Linked DNA regions of Macaca mulatta: region 2 is linked to region 1. The links are chromatin contacts, called in public Hi-C maps. All regions are on one chromosome and are shown on one strand. Each heading gives the region's core, a stretch centred on a gene start, on an enhancer-like site or on the middle of the called end of the contact. The rest is flanking DNA. Distances are from core to core; before and after follow the strand shown.

Region 1 (2,928 bases), core at 172-2,671:
TTGTATCACCAACTCTTGGCACACAATAGGCAATAAATGTTTGTTAGCTACACAGAAGAACCCTTTCAAGTGTGAGCCCTACCTCTCCAAATCATCTGCTTCCAGTATCCAGGCTGGGGTAAGAAAGGATTTATTCTTGCTAATGGGCTCTAAATGTGTGTATTTTTGTGTTTTGGAGACAGCCTGGAGGACCCAGCCTCACCTGTCATCCCAGAGGCAATGGAATTCATTTAACTGCTCATCCAACACCAAGCCAGTGCCAGCCAGTGCTTCAGCCTCAAGGTTCAGATCCTGCAGAGGAAAAAAAAAAAGGACATACAGATCCATTTCAGGCCCTGAGTCAGAGGGAACTGTCCAGGGTTGGGAACCTTTGGGTTTTGATTGTCATAGGAGTCTAAACTGCAGCCAGGCCCTGCTCACCATCCCTTGCAGTCCCGCGATTAGGTCTTCTTCCATTGCTTGGCCGAGCTTCTTCATTTTGCCTTTCTTCTTTACCTCCGCTAGATTGGGGATGGAGCGGGGAACGGCTCCCTTTTTAATGTTTCGCTTCTGTGAATCAGAGAGAAGGGTCAGAGTCCAGGGAATGACCAACTTGCTCCCTCTCCCCCTCATGAGGGCGGGTCTAGGGCCTCACCGAAGTGACACTGGAGTCCTGAGGGGGAGATTGGGGGTTCTGCCTACTTCTTCGCTGCCTGGTTGTGGTAGAATCCTGGCCGGTTGAGGTCATAGTTGAGGAGGCTTGACCCCTGCCGCGGTTCTGGAGAGGTGGGAGCGTGGGTATGTGAGGGGGCTAGTGTGCCCTGAGGACCCCACCTCTCTGCCCTTTTCCAGGCTCCGCCCCCTCTATTAGATTCCATTCCTTACACGATCTGATTCTCCACAGCCTTCCAAACTCCGCCTCTCTCAGGCCTTCTCCCTCCACTCAGGTGGCCATTCTACCTGGCCCCGCCCGGTCCGCTAGACTCCACCCCTTTTACAGGATTCTCTTTCCCTAGTCTTGCCCTTTCACTGAGCAATGAGCCCCCTGGCTCACTCAGTCCGTTTTAGGGCCTGCCCTTTCCAACCAATCACCGCCCCTTCCACTCTCCCAAACCCCATTCCCAGACCCTCTAAGCCCGGCCCAGACCCCATTCCTTCACGAATCTGCCCTTTCGGCCTACCTCCCGGGATAATCACCCACCCTCTCACTCAGCCGGCCCCGGCCCCGGCCCCGGCCCCGGCTCCACCCTTAACGATTCACTTAACTCCACCCCTCATCGGGCCGGACCGGTACCTTCCACTCCGCCAGATCCCGCCCCTAGCGTTTCAACCAGCCCCGCTCCTCAGGGGACTGCCCCGTTCCTTCAACCAGCTCCACCCCCTGCCCAGACCCGACCGCTAACGTTTCGCTAACCCCCTTCAGCCAGTCCCTAGCCGCCTTCGGTCGGCCTCCGCCCCCTTCCCGCCTCCGCCGTCGACGCGCTGTACTCGCCGCTCCACTCACTGGACGCAGCCCCTTTCTCAAACTCCGCCCTTGGCTCGCTCCGCCAAGTTTCTGGCGACCCGTGGGGACGCGAGCGCCCTGGCCTTTCTTTTCCATTGGGCCTGGTCTCTCGACTGCCCGCCCAGATCCCGCCTCCAGAGGGGAGCGTGCCTCAAGGCCGCGCCCCTCGCGCGAGCCACACCTCTCGCGAGCTCACAGGCGGCGGGGGAGCGCGGCGGGGGAGCGCGCCAGCGTGCTACGCCAGCTGTGCTGAGCCACACCTCTCGCGAGCTCACGGGCGTCGGGGCGGTGCGTCGGCGTGCTACGCCAGCTGTGTTGCGCTTGCGTAAAACGCAGGCGCCGGCAGTTCCCAACGGGGCTGAGGCGCAAGTTTTCCCGTGCCTCGGCTACCGTCGCTGTCGTCCTGGATGCCATAGCCGCCGCCCCTCCGTCCCTGTCCAGTCACTTAAGAGCCCTTCGGGCCGGCGGTGTCGCGAAAGGAAGCAAGGAAGCGAGGGAATTAGGAAGGGGCGTCTTCTCTTTTCCCCGCGACTTCCCGCGCGACACGCCCTGATGACGTAGAGCGGGCGGGCTGGTTGTGGCTGGGTCGAGAGCGAGGTTGCCACTGGATTTTGGCTGGCGGCGGCCAAAATGGGCGTGGTGACGATGCTAAATGTTGTGAGGATTTTCCAAGTTAATATTCACTACGGTGGTACACAGGAAGCGCTCGCCGAATGTTAGCTATTAATATTCTGCCGCAATATTCTGGGTGGAAGGAGTCTTAGTGGGGGCAGGGAATGGTAATGATAGCAAGTATTATGTGACAGGCATCGTTGTAAACCACAATTCTATGAGGTAGTTCCCATTATTAAGACTGCTTTGCAGATAAGGAAACTGAGGTTACGGGACTTAACCATGTGACCTTGGGCAAGTTACTGAACAGCTCTGTGCTCCGTTTCCTCATCTGGAAAGTTGTGATAATAATAGTGCCCAGGGCCAGAATGGACTTGAGGAGGGGAGTTCTCATGGGCAGCAGCTCTCCCTATCTGCCCCCTCCAACGGGTAACCACTGCTCCCAAGCAGTAATAGAAAGTGTGTGTGAGTCTGGGGAGCTGTCCCTGGGCACCCTGTCTCCCCCGCAACTCCCACTCCGTGTCTGAATGTCAGCTCTGCAGGAGGCCGGTTTGTCCTCTAATCTCCCTCTCTCATTCTCCACCATTTCCTACCAGGCTATAAGCTGGGACCGGAGAGATAAGCAGTTCGAGGGTTCAGCATCAGACTGACAGATTGACGGTCTCACCGCCCAGTAGCTGTGCCCTCTAATCCTCTTGATGGCAGTTCCTGACGCCGATTCCCTTTCACCCCTCCTACCTGAACCTATCTTTTGTCTCAGCGCAAAAGAGTTGCAGACCTAAGACCTTTAAACCCCTACACTCACCAAAGAAAACACATACAATGATAACACA
Region 2 (2,928 bases), core at 288-2,787, 91 kb before region 1:
GTAATCCCAACCTTTTGGGAGGCCGAGGGTGGGAGTGGATCACCTGAGGTCAGGAGTTAAGAGGCCAGCCTGGCCAACATGGTGAAACCCGTCTCTACTAAAACTACAAAAATCAGCTGGGGGTGGTGGCACGTGCCTGTAATCCCAACTACTCGGGAGGCTGAGGCAGGAAAATCGCTTGAACCCGGAGGCGGAGGTTGCAGTGAGACGAGATCACGCCACAGCACTCCAGCCTGGGCGACAGAGCGAGACTCTGTCTCCAAAAAAAAAAAAAAAAATTCGCCAGGTGTGGTGAAGCACCACAGCATTTCAGCCTGGGCGACAGAGCGAGACTCTGCCTCAAAAAAAAAAAAAAAAAAAAAAAAAAAAAAAAAAAAATTCACCAGGTGTGGTGAAGCGTGCCCGTAGTCCCAACTACTCGGGAGGCTAAGGCAGGAGAATCGCTTGAACCCGGAAGGCGGAGGTCAAAGTGAGCCGAGATCGCGCCACTGCACTCCAGCCTGGGTGCAGAGTGAGACTCCGCCTCAAAAAAAAAAAAAGAATGAAATATCTATTCCCCCAACCCGCTCCACTTGACACGCGGTAGAGATGGATGTCAGGAATCCATATCGTTAACAATGAAAAATGCCTGCCACCCCATTGCTTGGTGCAGTTGGCCCACGATAGTCAGTATCAACAACAAAAGTGCCTGTCGAGGCTGGCACGTGTTAGGACCATCTGCTTTTAGCCGACTCACCAGGCTCCAGATGTTTGAGGATGCCTCTCTTGGCCAAGCGGGTCTGCAGCGCAACGGGCAGAGGCATAGCTGATAGACCTAGGGGCAGACGGACAAACTGACAAGCAGCTCAGATAGATTCATATCTGGATCCCGTCACCAAGCCCCTCCCGTCAACATGTACTCATCTGACTCCCATCTACTCAAATGAACCAGTAGTTGGGTGGACAGAACATACGCACTAAAAGATGTAAGAGTTAGGTGGCAATATTATCGCAATTCTCACCAACCCTACTGTCCCGAAACCGGGTGCTCCAGGGCCCTGTTCCTCTCCCAGGCCCAGGCTCCGCCCGCCGCCTAAGGAGCCCGGCCCCTCCGCACTTCAGAAATGGGCTCATCCAGCGTCCCCCAAAGACTGCCGGGTGGGAGAAACCAAAGCGCTGGGATGGGGGAGCAGAGGGCAGCACTTCCTCCAGCTCCAAAAGAGTGCGCCCACCCCAACATTACCAATACACTCGTGCAGGTAGTGGACGGCTGTCACACCGGCCGTCTCTCTCGTGTCGCCGCTACGATACCTGGGCCCACACGACTCTCTTCCCAAAACACAGAATGAGACCTTCTCTGAATGAGGCCTTCACTCCCCGAGCCTGAAAGTAACTGGACTACGCTCAGGAGGCAATGAACAAATGGCAGAAACTCGATTGGCCAATGAGAGTGTGCCCTTGGAGTGACATGCGGCGTAGCGACCCAATCGCTGTCCGGTAATAGGCGGAAAGCTTGGACGCCGGTGTGCGTCTACGCTGGGGGCGTGGCCTGACTGCGCGGCCAGACGCCAGCGCCATGGAGGAGTACGCTCGGGAACCTTGGTACGGCGATGGGCACTGGCATCCGGACTGTTGCTGCGACGCCAAGGCCAGCCGTGGGGGTCGGGCGGGGGAGGCACCGGCCGCACAGAGCCATGTACCAGACTCGGGGGACTCTTAACGTATCTCCCGCTACCCCTACTCGGTTCCTGTCACTCGGGCTCCGTTATGAGGGGCCACAACCGTCTCCCCTCAGAAGGTGCGGCGAAGGCCGAACCACGCCATGTTTCTCCTGACCTCGTAATCTCCTAGTCCCTGTTAACGAAAAAAGGCACGCTGGCCGATCCATCCTGGCTAGGGGTGGTACAGTGTTGACCGGAAATCCCGAGTTGCCGCGGGTGGTTTTTCCCAGGTCGCCTTTGTCAGTGGGGGCGGGGTACGGATGAACCTGCTGAGGGCCGGCGGGGACGGTGGATGCTTCCCGCGGTCGCTCTTGGTTTTTCCCAGTTGCGCCGGATTGAAAAGGGGCGGGGCATGGTTGGACGGGCACACCGTCGGAGAAGGGGTGCCACGCGGTCCTGCTTTGCTGACAATCTGTCTTGGCTAGTTAACACGCCTACGTCGCTTATTGAAACGTCAACTCTGCGTGTGCCAATTCATTTAATCTTTGATCACAGTAAAACAGTTGGCTGATTCCTTGGTTGATAGACAGGGCGAAGACTAATATTTCTCCCCCTTTGCCCCATTTCTCGCTTTAATGGGGGGGAGCTGTGGAAAAAGCGTGACAGGATTAGCTCCTTATTATCTGAAGTGTTTGTTTCTCCTTAGGAACTTCCCATTCTGGTGACTTGGTTTCTCCCAATTAGAAAAGAGTTCGTGTGACAGGGCCTGGGGGAGGGCTCACATTAACCCCATCCTTCCCTTCCTGCTTGCAGCCCATGGCGAATTGTGGATGATTGCGGTGGAGCCTTCACTATGGGTGTCATCGGTGGCGGAGTCTTCCAGGCCATCAAGGGTTTCCGCAATGCCCCTGTTGTGAGTCCAGACCTTCTCTGGGTTGATGTGGGGTCAGCTGTCTTGCCCACAAGGGATGCTGCTCCGAAAACTGCTTGGAGCTGCCAGTCACGTGCACTTATTCATTCTGGTGGCCACTCACCTACTGTGTGCCAAGCCTGGCTTCTGTATCTGGGATTTTGTAGGGATTGCAAACATGGCTTCTGTCTTCCACCCTCCACCCCACCCAAATGGAGCTCCTCTGTGGAAATGCTGTGTCGTTCAAAGAGTCATCACCAAATCTTAAATATATGTGCAAAGCCAGACAGATTTTTTTTTTTTTTTTTTTGAGACAGAGTCTTGCTCTGTTGCCCAGGCTAGAGTGCAGTGGCATGATCTTGGCTCCCTGCAACCTCT

Evidence for each region. A called contact is a pair of places that touch in the nucleus more often than the background predicts.
Region 2: a Hi-C map of CD4 T cells shows a contact between it and region 1, with 4 times the contacts expected there. The contact joins the promoter of TIMM17B here to the promoter of HDAC6 in region 1.

The regions. Positions count from the first base shown.
Region 1 is chrX:48,878,662-48,881,589 of T2T-MMU8v2.0, reverse strand. It overlaps HDAC6 (histone deacetylase 6), which reads right to left and starts at 1,421. Exons shown (of 29, transcript NM_001194196.2): 1 at 1,274-1,421; 2 at 635-757; 3 at 421-549; 4 at 203-291. The coding sequence starts at 727.
Region 2 is chrX:48,970,026-48,972,953 of T2T-MMU8v2.0, reverse strand. TIMM17B (translocase of inner mitochondrial membrane 17B) reads left to right here and starts at 1,537. Exons shown (of 7, transcript XM_077988727.1): 1 at 1,537-1,581; 2 at 2,454-2,553. PQBP1 (polyglutamine binding protein 1) reads right to left here and starts at 1,043. Exons shown (of 7, transcript NM_001194258.1): 1 at 950-1,043; 2 at 737-814. The coding sequence starts at 803.